Regions from separate parts of the Mus musculus genome. Here regions 1 and 3 are each linked to region 2. The links are chromatin contacts, called in public promoter capture Hi-C maps. All regions are on one chromosome and are shown on one strand. Each heading gives the region's core, a stretch centred on a gene start, on an enhancer-like site or on the middle of the called end of the contact. The rest is flanking DNA. Distances are from core to core; before and after follow the strand shown.

Evidence for each region. Promoter capture Hi-C pulls out the DNA fragments that hold promoters and counts their contacts. Capture Hi-C pulls out chosen DNA fragments and counts their contacts.
Region 1: a contact with region 2 is called in a promoter capture Hi-C map of adipose tissue, with 5 times the contacts expected there. The contact joins the promoter of Bbx here to the promoter of Cip2a in region 2. A contact is called at or near these places in 11 of 39 promoter capture datasets (the 3T3-L1 cell line, 3T3-L1-derived adipocytes, the C10 cell line and 6 more), 4 of 484 Hi-C or Micro-C datasets (CD4 T cells, cardiomyocytes, pre-B cells and 1 more), 6 of 115 datasets of contacts at active chromatin or transcription factors (astrocytes, cardiomyocytes, large pre-B cells and 3 more) and 1 of 9 other capture datasets (adipose tissue).
Region 3: a contact with region 2 is called in a promoter capture Hi-C map of liver, with 4 times the contacts expected there. The contact joins the enhancer-like site here to the promoter of Cip2a in region 2. A contact is called at or near these places in 8 of 39 promoter capture datasets (the 3T3-L1 cell line, cranial neural crest, frontonasal cranial neural crest and 3 more) and 1 of 115 datasets of contacts at active chromatin or transcription factors (extraembryonic endoderm stem cells).

Annotation. Positions count from the first base shown.
Region 1 is chr16:50,431,021-50,433,720 of GRCm38.p6, forward strand. Bbx (bobby sox HMG box containing) reads right to left here and starts at 1,369. Exons shown (of 17, transcript NM_027444.3): 1 at 1,222-1,369.
Region 2 is chr16:48,992,750-48,995,449 of GRCm38.p6, forward strand. Cip2a (cell proliferation regulating inhibitor of protein phosphatase 2A) reads left to right here and starts at 1,439. Exons shown (of 21, transcript NM_172616.2): 1 at 1,439-1,630. The coding sequence starts at 1,529. It overlaps Dzip3 (DAZ interacting protein 3, zinc finger), which reads right to left and starts at 1,393. Exons shown (of 32, transcript NM_001110017.2): 1 at 1,041-1,393.
Region 3 is chr16:50,751,902-50,754,601 of GRCm38.p6, forward strand. No RefSeq gene overlaps it. Among named protein-coding and RNA genes, the nearest start is that of Dubr, 20 kb to the left of the region's middle. Within about 2 kb of position 1,425, at least 101 of the 459 cell types and tissues checked have an H3K27ac peak or open chromatin away from gene starts, as enhancers often do. A contact at or near this core is called in liver and pre-B cells, where this site is marked.

The DNA of each region.
Region 1 (2,700 bases), core at 119-2,618, 1.4 Mb after region 2:
GAGCTCTTTCTAGAGGCATCGACCCCATCCCCGGATAAAGGATCTGCAAGTTTTCTGTCATCGCGACCGTGCAATGCCATAACTTACCTTCAGAATGAGTCTTTAACCAGCCAAGGCCTTCCTCCTCCCCTCCACCGCCACCACCCCCAGCCTCGCTCTCTCCACCTTAAACTTATTGACACAACATAATCCCACATTCAAGCAAAATCCTGACACAGCCTCCCTCGTCCTCTCCCCCCTCCTCTCTTCCCTCCCGTTTCTCTCTCTCTCTCTCTCTCTCTCTCTCTCTCTCTCTCTCTCTCTCTCTCTCTCTCTCTCTCTCTCTTCCCCTCCCTCTCCCCTTTCCCTCCCCTCCCCTCCTCTCCCTCTCTCGCCTTCTTCGCCTTCTTCCCCTCTCCCCTGTTCTTCCTCCAGGCTACTCTGGCACTGGAACAGCACTTTCTCCACTCGCCGCGCATTTGGCTGGGGGTGGGGGGTGAGGGGGACACCGATCTCGGGGCCGGAACACCCAAATCCTAACTCTGCAGATGAACGAGCAACCGGGCTGCCGGTCCCGGTCACCGTCGCACACACACCAAATGTAGCCCCGACCCACCGAGGGCAGCCTTCCCGTACCTTCCACCCCTGCCCCGGGCTCCTCAGGCCCCACCTCCCCCGGCAGCCGAGCCCTGCCCGGGGCTCCTCCACGTACTTTCGCCTCCTTGAAGTTTGGGGCTCCCGGGGCGGCCACGAGCCGCCCGCCGGCGTGAGGGGACCGCTCCGTTGTTGTTTTCCTCGGGCGGCTCAACCCCGCGCCCCGGCTCCGTGCCCCCTCGGGCGGCGCTGCCCGGGCGCCGAGAGGTGCTGCCTGCAAACGCAGCCTGGCACCGGCTGGCCTACTCCTCCCCAGCCCGGCCCCCAGCTCGCGCTCGCCGGGCAGCGCCGCGCGCCCCCCGGCCCGGGCCCGCCGGCGCGGCCGCCGCGACCCTCGGCCCGACCTCTCGCCACCCAAAGTTTTGGCTGAGGGGAAAGTGGCCCGCGAGGCGCCGGCCGGTGGCGGCTCGGGCTCCGGACGCGCGGGTTCCCCTCGCCTTCCTCAAGTCCACCCTACCGGCTGCCGCCGCCGCTGCCGCCGCTCCTGCCGCGGAGTCCTCGGGCTGCAGCCCCGGCGGCTCGCAAGTGAGTAGGAAAACAGAAAGTGCGGGAGAGCGCCTGCGAAGGCTGCGGATGGCGGGCGCCTACCTCGCGGGCTCGCCGCGGCGCGAGGGCGTGTGTGTGGCTCGCCCTCAGCGGCCAGTCAGGGGCTCTCTATGGGAAAGTGGAGAGGAGCTTGCGGAGCCGCGCTGCCTCCGCTCCACTGTACACTGCTCCACATACAGTACATGCAACCCGGAGAGACTGAAAACACTCATTTTATATAAGGCAGCCTGCCATTGGCCCGCGCCGTGACGGACGGGCGGCGCAGCCAAACAGGAGGCGCGTTACACCCAAACACACGCACACATACACACATTTCACAGAGACACACAAAGATCATCACATTTTCTATTTTCTAATGTTCGGGACCTGTAGACAGTGGGCGAAGACAGGTAGTGAGGCCCAGCAGAGTAGGGGTCAGGAAGGAAGCCCTCTCTATACCAAGTTGCCAGGCTTGAAACTGGTGTCCTTTTGACTTGGGAGGGTTATGGTAATAAACTACAACTCCACTGGATATGGAAGTGAGGAGGGATGGGTTTGATCGCTGCCTTGTGGTGCCCCATGAAAGAGGCGAGCATTGTGTTATGATTTTACAGCCCGGCCTGCTAACAAGTGGCCGAGAAAGGCTTTTATCAGCTTAGATTTCTTTTGTCAATGGGTTAGCCATCACATAGGCCAAAATAGTGCGAGATAAGTTTATCAAGACTAGAATGCTTTGAGATTGTGACTGCCTCGTTAGCAAGCAAATTCAGAAAGTAAGAAAAAAAATCAATACAACAGGCAGAAACAAAGATAAACCTTATGCTAAAGTAGCCGAATGTGCACTTGAAAGTCAGAGGGCAATCACCTGTATGGGTACACAAGGTGTGCTGAAATTACACACCTTGTGGGAAAATGACAATCGACAGTCTGCCTTAGAAATAGACCTCTTGGTTCAATATAGCCAAGATTTATAATACACACACACACACACACACACGCGCGCGCGCGCGCGCGCACACGCACACGCACACACATCCTTTGTTTTATGTATTTCCCGCTGTATATGACTACTCTATGGTGGGTGATTTCTAGAGACAATGAAAGCGAGATCTAGTTTTAATGATATTTTTACTATGCTGTATCTTTGGCAGATCTTGTTAACAGTTTGATATAAACAAGTCAAAGGGATACTTAGAAAGAACCGAACCTAGGAATTAAAACAGAATAAAATGCACACACAAGTTTTTAACTAGTTGAGCAATCTTTTGAGCATATGAGTTCTTTTAGTCTCCTTCATTCTTAGAGTTGATTTTAGTTTTTATTTAAAGATTAAAATAAGCTTTCCCAAGATTGCCTTCATTAAATGGTTATTCAGCATCTACAACTCACTGGGACTATTCTAGGTCCCAGATGTTTTCCTGGAGTTCCTTCTGACCAGGATCCAAAATTTTCAAGAATCTTAAATACAAACAGTTTTGAAGATTAAATAGTATGATTTTTATAGTCTAACTGATAGCCTAAATTTTAAAAGTAAACCGAGTA
Region 2 (2,700 bases), core at 189-2,688:
TTTTCTTTCTAGCACTTTGGCTTTGTAATAAAGGCTACTATTTCTGAAGCTCAATAAGAATTTACTGAATAAACTATCGTGTAAAATAGTCTACTCTTAGGTTTCACTTCATGAAAAGCCTAAAGCAGTAAAATGCAGAGACACAAAGAGAAAGGTGCAAAAATACTTGTCAGCAAACTGGCTGCTCTTCGTTTTAGTGATGACGCATTCCTCGTTTATGTAGTGAATTCCAACAGTACTTTCCTATTTGGACTATTATTAGATGGTTGCTTCTCCGCAGGCACCACGTCCTCATCTTTGTTCTGAGTGACAGTCAATCCCTAGCCCCGTTATACATGTTTGTTTAAAATGGAATGAATGAATGCATGAATGAATGCACTAGCTACAAACTCTCATGTGACTATCTCAACGGCACAATCTTTTTCCAGCCATCAGTTAGCTTTACTTTTATTTTCTTTTAATATGAACATAAATGACGTCTTTAAAAGGTACCAATACAAACGAGAAAAAAACAAAAAACAAAAAGGAACGTTCCCTGAATTCCCACAATTTCAGAAGAACTTAGTCAAATGGGCATTTACTCGATCCCACAACCTAGCTTAAGCTCCTGAACCAGTTGCTGACTCACTTCGTTATTAGATCCGTGCACATCATTACCTCCGATTAAAATAATAATAATAATAAAATTCTCAACGGTGCCTTTCTTTCTTTTTTTTTTTTTTTTTTTTTTTTTTTGACGCCACAGAAATGTGCAAAATAATCACGCCAGACAAGAACAGGCCCCTCAGCCTACAGACATCAAAGCTGACAAGAACGCGTCCGGGAGCGACTCCGGGATGCTCTCTCTCTATGGGGGGTTCTGACAAATCCTACCGTAAAGTTCCGGCTGCCTCATCACGGAACCCCGACCGCCACAGGTCTTAGCCTGCGCGAGTCGCCTGCGGCCACCAGGGACCAGGGCCGCAGAACCTGAGGCCCCTCTCCCGCCGCCTCCAAACCTACGCCCCCACCCCCAGCTTCGGCGGCTCCGAGTTCCTCACCGTGTCTAGACTAGGGGGGAGCGGCCGTGTCTCGGGCAGAGGCTGAGGCACGCACGGAAAGCCGAGCCCGCCGCGCCCAGGCCGAGGAAGGCCCGGGGACCGAGCCCGCGCGGCACGGAGACCCCCGTTCGCCCCAGAAGCCCTCCACAGAATGAGCCCGCACGAGCTCGTCTCGCGAGATTCCCGCGTGTTCGCGGACCTCCAGCCGAAACCTCGCGGCCTCTCCGCCAAAGGGGGACTGCGGCGGGGGTGGGAGGGGATGGCTCCCTGCCACCTTCCCGCAACCCCAGCGCCTGGAACCCAGGCCCACCCTGCCAATCACCGACTGCAGTCCCACCCGCTGCTCCCAGACTTCCGGAGTCCGACCGGAACAGGAAGCTGCCAGGCGCAAGAGGGGTGGGGCTTAAAAAAAATCAAAAAATGCGCGGCGACCGCTGAAGACAGAGGGTGGCTGGTGTCGGTGGTCGCTGACAGGCCGGCTCGTCGGCATGGATTCCACCGCCTGCTTGAAGTCCCTGCTCCTGAGCATCAGTCAGTACAAGGCCGTTAAGTCGGAGGCGAACGCCACTCAGCTGCTGAGGCACTTGGAGGTAAGGAGGTTCGGGGTGCGAGTGGGTGTCCCCTCCTTCGGTCCCCTCCTGTTTTCTTGTGGGGCCGGAAGATGGAGGTCTCGCCCTGGGCAGACCTGCAGCTGCTTCGCTGTCCTTGCACTGGCGACAGCGACTGGGTGTGCGCAACGAGTGGGTGCCAGGAGGGGATTGTGTACGGACCCAAACCAGGAGGCTTTGGGGTGTATGCGAGCGCAGTGTGTGTGTGTGTGTGTGTGTGTGTGTGTGTGTGTGTGTGTACGGACCCAAACCAGGAGGCTTTGGGGTGTATGCGAGCGCACTGTGTGTGTGTGTGTGTGTGTGTGTGTGTGTTCCGGATCTTTTTTTAAGGTGCTGTATTAGTCAGGGTTCTCTAGAGTCACAGAACTTATGGAGTATCCCTTTATATTAAGTGGATTTATTGTAAGGACTTAAAGTTTCGCTCCTACTAACCCAACAAGTGGGGAAGCTAGCTGTGACTGGGAAGTCCAGGAATCTAGTAGTTGCTCACTCCCTCAACACTAGTTGTTTTCGCTGGTCATCTGTGTAAGCGGGAATCCTGAAGAAGTAGGTTCCAACTGGAAAGTCAGTGTAAGCAGGCAAAGAAGAGTGAGAATTCCCTCTTCCATTGTCCTTATGTAGTCCTCCAGTAGGAGGTAGAGCCCAGATTAAAGGTATGAATCACCACACCTGGATTTGGAACTTGCAATCCCAGCTGGCCTTGAACTCAGGAGACTTGTCTCATTCCCCTGGGATTAAAGGTATGTACTACCTTGCCTGGGCCTACGCTTTTCATGGCCACTATGCCTCGAGATCTGGATCAAAAGCACATCGCCCCATGTCTGAAGCCTGTGTCTTCCAGCCTCAAGATCTGGGCAGATGTGCCCTCCATTTCTGGATTTAGTTCATTCCAGATGTAGCCTTAGTTGACAACTGGAATAGATATCACAAGTGCCTATTTTCTATGTCTGTTTTGTTTTCTTTGTTGAATATTGAGTGGCTTCATTCACCGAAGATAATCAGGGCAATTCATTCAGGTTGTATGTATAAACAGGACTCCTTTTTTTATGTGT
Region 3 (2,700 bases), core at 175-2,674, 1.8 Mb after region 2:
GAGAGAAAGGTCAGTTTGCATTTCATAGGCCAACCTTCAAATATTTCCATTTTTATTTTTCTATAGGGCTAAAAGCATTGCCCACCCGAAATGCAGACATTAATGCCAAAATACCTTGTTGATTCCAACACCTATATGCTGCTGTGTGTGCTCCCACTGTGTGTAGGTTTGCTATGGGCTGACCTCAGGAAGGAGTGTGGCAGTAAGCAAGGAATGAACAAGCAAACCAGTAAATAGCTGGCATAGTTTTTGTCCTCTGAGAGTGAAGAGTTTTGCTGAAGAGGCATAATCTTATCAAAAATAAACAAATAAATGAAAGGCAATTTAATAGAGACAGTTTAAACATCAGCTCTTTTTTTTTTTGTAGTTGTTGTTAGTTCAGAATTTAAAAAGAAAGTAGGACCAGAGCCAAGCAGCCAGTTCTAAAGTGACGTCCTTAAACTTTAGAAGTTTCCTTGGCGCAGCAAAAACATTCCAGGAAGTAAAGCGGTTATAAATAGTTTCGGATCATTGTGGAAATGTACTGGGAACCTGGCAGAAAATGAATCAGTCGGGCTTTCCACAAGACCCACCTCAAATGAAGATCCCAATGCAAAGTGGCAGGAAGCCGTCTAGGGATGCCGCGACTAGGGATGATGGGCCGGTGGCGATGGGGTTCCAGGCATGAGAAAGAGACTCAGTCTGAAGTGCTCTCAGGCTGGATCAACTCTAAGGAAGGAGAGCATTAACAGAAGTTTTCCTAACAGAAGAAGAAAGGCTCCGGAAGACACCATTTCTAGCAAGGCAGGCTTTCTCTCACAAGCACTGAAGATGTTTCTGTCTGGGGTAAGGGCTTCAGCGTAGGCAAGCAGGTATAACGAGCACCATTGCATTTGGGTGGATGGGGGGGATAAACAAAGGTATTTCTGGAGAAATTTGCAGTATTTTTTTTACATTCCCATCTCCAATATGTCTCATTGTGAGCTATGGATGGACTGTGATGTCCAGTTTAAATAGGAAGTCCCCATAAAGCACGCCGTGGAGATTTTAGTGCCACGAGAACGGCTTCCTTTGTATCTTTAATTTTATGTGTATGGGTGTTTTTCCTGCACACGTATCTGTGCACCACGTGTATTCAGTGATCAGAAGGTATCAGATCCCTTGGAACTAGAATTACAGACGGTTGTTAGCTGTCAAGTGAACGCTGGGAATTGAACCCCTGCCCTCCGCGGGAGCAGTCAGCATCAATGCTCACACCCAGAGAGCATTTCTCCAGCTTTGCCCGCTCCGTCCTCCATCCGTCCTTTCTATCTCTGAAGGTAGAGTGACTGACAAAAATAGCCATGTTCCCTTTTATACCTTGGATGGATGCTTGTGAAATCATGTTCCTGTTTGACGCGTGAGATGGGAAAATTACAGAACTCCAGAAGGGGGTGTGGAAAGGGGCAAAGAGAAGAACTCTGCAGTAATGGAGTTTGCCTCATGGCTCTGCCGTTGTTTACCTCGTTTCCTGGGCTCTGGGGACTTCTGGACCAGAGAGCTAAGACATACTTTCCCTGGAAAATGCTGGGACTTTATTAGGCTGGAAATAATAACAATAAAGCAAAAGTAAAACTTCCTATTGAAGTTTCTTTTGAGCATTGATGAAAAAAATATTAGACCAGTGGTATGATGGGCAACTTATCAGTTCTGACTTCTAGGGAAAGTTTAAGTCAAAGAAAACCTCTCCAAAAGAGGGACACTGAAGTTCTGAGAGTTTTCTTTCCCAAGGTCAAAGGGTGAAATAGTTTGCAGCTCCGAGAACTTGTGATTTCCTTCCTGCTTCTTTTTATCTCTATCAACCCTGCATTCCACTGCTTTGCCGTTGATGGCCCTTCCTCCCCACACCTTCTGCAGTAGGGACTTTCCATTCAGTCTGGTGGCAGCGGTTCTGGCAACAGCTCTTGCACTTGTGTGGCAAGCTTTTAAATTCCCATGCTTTTGAGCAGCTGCAGTCAAGCTGACATGAGTCAGTGGGAGGGGCTTAGGGGAACCTCCAGGGAGCAGTAACTTTTTGACAGTCTCACAAACAGAACATTTTAAGTCTAATGACTCTAAAAGCTCTCCCTGTACATGCAAAAGCAACTGCAGTTTTCCCAAAGTCTACTGTTTTTTTTTTTTCTTTTCTTCTTCTTCTTTGTCTTCTTTTTTTCTTTTGGTCCCCAGAAAGAATCAGGTTTCTGCCTATAGCAAGACACATTCTTCAAGGATTAACTGTGACCTCATAGCTAAAGTGGATACAAAATAAAATCTGGAGACAACTGGAAAGTGAGAAGGGGTGGCAGGGAGACATTTGGGAATACAGAAGTGCCAAGCTCTGGCTTTTGCAGGCAGGCCTATTGCCTAAATAGGGAAGGCAAGTTATTATTTTTCTCTTCTTCTACTCTTACTGTACTCACATAGGTGATTTTCAGTGTGGGTTCCTTTCCTAAGGCCTCAAGGGTCCCAGATGGCTTGTTAGAGGATGAACGTCTTCACCTCAGGCTCCTTCATCGAGTACCGAGAGCAGGCAGTGCCCTTGTCTGAGGCCACTGCATCGAGTACCTAACTGCTGATATTTGACCCTAGAAGAAGGTCAACTTGGTCAGCCTATTATTAAGAGAAAAACAAGGATAGCAATGGATCACAGACCCCTTCGGGGAACTAGAAAATGACCTCCACTTCTCTATTTCCGTGCACTGT